Linked DNA regions of Mus musculus: region 1 is linked to region 2. The links are chromatin contacts, called in public promoter capture Hi-C maps. All regions are on one chromosome and are shown on one strand. The core of a region is the stretch at or near the end of the contact, and the rest is flanking DNA. Distances in the headings are between cores, read along the strand shown. Region 1 holds the start of Nup153 (nucleoporin 153). Region 2 holds the start of Ranbp9 (RAN binding protein 9).

Region 1 (2,700 bases), core at 128-2,627, 3.2 Mb after region 2:
TTTTATAAACACCCAAAGAAGGCATACGGTGGCTTAAGTAACACCCCTGGTGAGCCCGAAATACCTTAAACTTCTAGAAAACGCCCAGTATTAAAAATATTTGGTGTATGAGATCAGAGCTGAAGAACTGGTCAACTGTAGAGAGTGGATGATTCTGGTCTTCAGTATATAGAGCGGGGTGGAGAGAAGAGAGGGAAGAACCACGCATCAGAGACCAGACGTAAGAGCGGCGAGGGACTTTCAAAACGCCTCAGTGCCACATAACTATAACTCAGTTAAGAGAGGAAAGGATGAGAAGCTAAACCAGTGTGTTCCGATCTGGAAAGGCCAAGCAGACAGACGAGGGGACCGGACTACCATTAATGATTTAACGCGTCTAAAACCGAAATTATTCCACGATATGGGTAACAGCGCCCCCTCCCCAAGTCTCTCCGGGCCGCGGTGGCAGATTAATCTCCCCGCGCACCCTGAACCCGGGAACACAAGAAAGAAAAAGCCTGCCAGCGGATGGGCCTGTTGCCACATCTTTCCCTTGTTCCCTTCGTGAGGTCGTGAGGAATACCATTTAACCCCCAAAAACCCGCCAAAAAAAAAAAAAAAAAAGAAGAAGCAGCAGCAGCAGCAGCAGCCCGAATATCCGAAGCCTGAGATTTCTTTTCCCGCCCTGTGCCCGCCAGGGAAAGCCCTTGGGCGGGAGGGCTGGGAGAGGCCGCTCGCATCCCACGTGTCTGCCGCCAGGCCCGGCCAGGCTCTACCCACTTCCCGTCGCCACCCGGGTCCAGCCTCAGGCCCTCTGGTCCCCTCCACGTGGGGCCGCCGGGTCCTCGCACCGCCCCCCAAAGAGACCGCCCGGAGCCGCCCAGTCGCCACGGCGTACCGGTCCCGTACCTGGTGTTGGGGTCGCCCCTGTTGGTAAGGCTTCACCGGCCCCTGGTGGCAACGACGAGTCCGGATCTTGCCGCCGCCGCCGCCCCCTCCTATGCCTCCGGCTTCCGAGGCCATGGCGGAGCCTGGGCGGCCTCCCACTACCGCTCCCGGGCGGGAGAGGCAGAGGCGGCGGCCTGAGGGCCTCCCCCGCCCGGCCCTAGGCGACACACAGACACAGCGAGAACCGCGAGGGAGCGAGCGGGAACTGAGAGTGCGCGCGGCGGCGAGGAAGGCGGTGGCGGCGGCTGAGGGCCCCGAGGTGGCTGAGGAGCGCCGGCCGCGTGCGGACCCCCGCGTCTGTGTTTGTCACCGTCTCTATGGAGATCTCCCGCCGAGGCCGGCGCGAGCAGCTCCGGGCGCCGCTGAGGCCTAGCTCGACCGCCCGCTGCTAGAGGCTCCTCTTCAGTCGCCCTGGCCGTCGCTGCCGCAGTCCAGGCCGCTGGCGCCGCCCGCCAACCCCTCCCCCTGTGCGCGCTGCGCCCGCCCCACCGCCGCCGCCGCCGTCGTCGTCCCTGCAGTCGTCGCCGCCGCCGCCGCTCTTGCGCCTATTACCGCTGTTGAGGCGGCCGCCCCGGTCGCGAGCCAGAACACCGTCACTCCTCCGCGACCGACGCTTTGCGTCATCACGCTGCGACAATGCGGGGGGGGATGGGTGAAGGAAGGAAGGGTTGGCCGAGCCCGCGCTCCCTGTCGTGGGAGCCTCTGGGAAATGTAGTTTTTCTGGCCAGAACGCGGATTCTCGGAAAGGCAGGCTATAGCGGAAGGACACCCACGGAGCACCGCAGAGGCACAAAGCCCGGGTCATTTGGCGGCGGTTGGCTGCTTGTTTAGATTCAGAAGGGCACTCGACACGAATACTGTAATCTCCCATTCATCAATTATAAGCCGAATGGAAGTAAACAGTAAAATCAAAGAACCATAATGCATCACAATCCGGGGGGGGGGGGGGGGAGACCGCGTTGAAATTAACCGTGGCCGCGATCCCCAGGCCAAAAACAAAGTAGGAAAGGCATTTGGCACTTGGGAGGCAGACACAGGGGAATGGCTAGTTACACATTACCCTCAGCTTCATAGTGAGATTCTGTCTCAACGAAAGCAAAAAATACAACTTCATTACTGTTTCATTAAACATATAAGGGCTTTGTTGTCAACACACACCGTGCTGGCATTCTGAGTTGCTTCACTACTTACAAACTTGACCTTGGATGACTCTACTATTTAAATCTACCTTATAAAGTTGTGGGGAGCTAGTGCGGTCGTCTGTGTAGAGAGCACCCAGTAGATTTCCTGGTATACAAGAAACGCAGTAAATGGTTGCAATTATGACCTATGCAATCAACACACATTAAGGGTGACTCATATATCCCTAGTAAACATATATTTGCTTCAGTTAATATTATAGTTAGGTGACTAAACAATGTATCCTCAAAGACCGGATACACCGTGTTAAAGATGCAGGCATTAGACAAAAGGTCTGTGTGATCATGTGGTCCAGCCTAGTCATTCAATGGACTATATGGAAACCAAGAAAATTTAAGGGGCACCATTAAGGGTATCGATTTAGAGCCTGGCTGGTGACAGACATCTTTGATCCCAGCACTCAGGAGTCAGATGTAGATGGATCTCTGTGACTTCAAGGCCAGCCTGGTCTACAAAGCGTTTTCCAAGACAGCTAGGGCTGCATAGAGAACTGACTTGGAAAAAAATAAAAGAGGGTGGATATCTAATTGGGCACTCAAAGCCAGGACTATAACCCAGGGTTTTTTTGTTTTT
Region 2 (2,700 bases), core at 119-2,618:
TTTCTTTGCCCCTTCCACACAGCTAAACTTGACGTATGCCATTAATCTGAGCTACATTTCAAAAACCCCTTACTGGCATTTATAATCTTCTATACAACCAGTTTGCTTAAAGCTTTGTTTTAACCTAGGAAAAAGTGGGGATGGGAGAAAGCAGCAGCCTAAGGTGGTTAACTTTGTTAACTGCAGGTGCAAAATATAAGCCAGTTTTGGTTTTTTTTTTTTTGTTTTTTGTTTTTGAAAATGCTAATCGGTATGTTTTAAAACCCTTGTTTTCAACAAAACTTCATGTAACACCAACCCGGAAACACGGGGCATTTCCAATCCGGAGGGGGGGGGGGTCTGCTCCCCGAAGAAAACAGGGAATCCTGAGGTTCCTCTCCCAGTTGCTTTCAGTAAGGTGCAATGATGGCCAACTTGGGCCCCTTGTCCTTTTGTCCCCCTAGACAATCTCTGGCCTAATTTGGGACAAATCCTCCACTGATCACGCCTCCCTCCCCCTCCTGTGGATCTCTGTTCTCCCTTAATTAGAAACTGTACCTCGGAATCGTGCCTCTCACCCCTGCTGCGTAAGAGGAGATGGCCTGACCCTCCACCTGGAGAACAATGTAACCCAACTCCGGCCCATAGATTTATCTCCAGGAAATCAGAAGGTGCGATGTGTCTGGTCATCCCGGATTCCCTCAAAGCGTCCAGCTCCGGGCCTAGGGATCCCAGCTCCTTCCCACCTGGGACCCCACTCTCACCTTCCCTCGCCCAGAGCCTCGCCCCGCACCGTCCGATCTCTCCGCCGGACCCCGCGCCCCGTACCTTTGTAGTGCACCCGCAGGTTGTTCTGCGAGAGGCCGATGTAGCTGAACTTGTCCTTCGGGCTCCAGGACCGGGGCAGCGGCGTCTCCTGCTCATCCACAGCCGGGTAGAGGCGCTTCAGCCGCCTCTGCAGCTCCTTCTCCTGCTCGTTGAGGGCCGAGTCGCCGTGCGGGAAAGGGGCAGCGGCGCTGCTGCCCGCCGCCAGGCCCGGGACCGGGACGCCTGCGGCCGGGCCGGGGCCCACCGCCAGGCCGGGCGGCGCGGTGGCGGGGGCGGCCGCCGAGGCGGGGGGCGGCGGCGCGGCGGTGGCCGGGGGAGGCGGCGGCGGCGGCGGCGGGTGGAGCAGCAGGGCGGCCGCTGCGGCCCCCAAGCCTCCACCGGGCGAGCCGGCCGGGGAGGAGCCGGCGCTGGCGGCCGCGGCCGCGGGCAGGGCGACTCCGGAGCCCGGGGCCCCGGCGGCGGGCGGCGGCGGCGGCGGCTGCTGTTGCGGCGGCGGTGGCGGCGGCTGCCCGGACATCCCGGCCGCGACTCAGCCTGCGGCACCTCCACTCGTCCCTGCTTCCTCCTGCGCTTCCCGGGGGCGCTGTCGCTGCGGCCGCCGGCACCAGGCGCCCAGAGTCCGCCCGCCCCGGAAGCAGGCGGCGGGCCGCGCGGCCCGGCGGAGCGCGGCGGTTGAGGAGACCGACCGCGGGCGGGCGCGAGGGAGCGTTGGCCAGGCGCTGGCGGGCACGCGACCGGGAGCGATGCGGTGGGACAGCGAGGGGAGCGGGCGGAAGGGCGCGCGGCCCTGGGCGACGCGGTGAAGCGGGGAAGAGAGACTGCGAGGAGGTGCGAGCGGCCGCGGCGGCCGCTGCTCTCGCGGCTGTTTCCCGGCGGGCGAGCGAGCGGGCGGGCGGCGCGAGACGCTGCGCGCGGGCGGCGCCAGGCGAGGAGGCGGGCCGCGGCGCGAGGGGCGGGCCTGGTGCGCGCGCGGACGGCCTTCTCCGCGGCCTGGGGCTCGCCGGCGCGGGCGAGGACGCGGGCGCGGGTTCGGCCGCGGGCCTCCGGTGGCTGCGGGATCCTAGCTGCGCCGACCGGCGGCCTCGTCGCGTCTCGACGGGCCGTCCCCCTCAGCCGCCGGGAGGCCGCAGCGCGCCCAGGCGAGAGCAATCGAGCCCTGCTGCGCCGCCGGGAGCTGAGCCCGGGGTTTCTAACGCCTTACCGCCTAGCTAGCGGGTCAATAAAGGGCCCTTGGAAACCATTTCTGAAGGCGAAGTCTCCCGCTTCATGAGTGACCCTCTCGTTAATTAATTAATTTATGAGGAGTCCGAGTGAACTTAATGGGGGAGAAACAGCCACGTTAGGAATACCAATCAAGACGGGCAGATCGTCAAAGGGCAGGAATGCGAACTGTGTGAGCGTTTAGGAAGGGCTTCTGGAGACAGACGTCAAAACATTTTATAAGCTCATTAATTCTCATCATAGGCCTCTTTGTTAGGTAGCAGAGAATTATGCCCATTTTTTTTTAAACATGGAAATATTTACTGAGGTCAGCAGAGTTTTAAAAAAGGAGACTTCCTACTTTGCAATTCTCAGTAGAGTGCTTGGTCAACCCGTGTGGCACAATTTGCCAAGTGTTGCTCTCTGACCCCCACATAGCATTACTAGTCTGTTTTCGGCACTTCCCTTTGTTTAACCTACCCTTTCCTTAGCCCGGCAAAAATCAGGCTTCACTCCCATAATCTACATGGTACAGATTCCGATGCTGTGTTAGCTTCCGGAGATGATATGCTGGCTCTGATTGGACCGTATAAGCATGGAATGGTTGGTTAATAGAGAACTAGTTATTTTGTTTTTGAAGCGAATGGGTCAATGGTGACTTAATCGAAGACTCCCATGGACATAGCGCCTAGC

Evidence for each region. Promoter capture Hi-C pulls out the DNA fragments that hold promoters and counts their contacts.
Region 1: a contact with region 2 is called in a promoter capture Hi-C map of pre-B cells, with 4 times the contacts expected there. The contact joins the promoter of Nup153 here to the promoter of Ranbp9 in region 2.

Annotation. Positions count from the first base shown.
Region 1 is chr13:46,726,472-46,729,171 of GRCm38.p6, forward strand. It overlaps Nup153 (nucleoporin 153), which reads right to left and starts at 1,378. Exons shown (of 22, transcript NM_175749.2): 1 at 889-1,378. The coding sequence starts at 1,002. The region is part of intron 1 of Gm46412 (a long non-coding RNA gene); the gene reads left to right.
Region 2 is chr13:43,479,605-43,482,304 of GRCm38.p6, forward strand. It overlaps Ranbp9 (RAN binding protein 9), which reads right to left and starts at 1,369. Exons shown (of 14, transcript NM_019930.2): 1 at 808-1,369. The coding sequence starts at 1,324.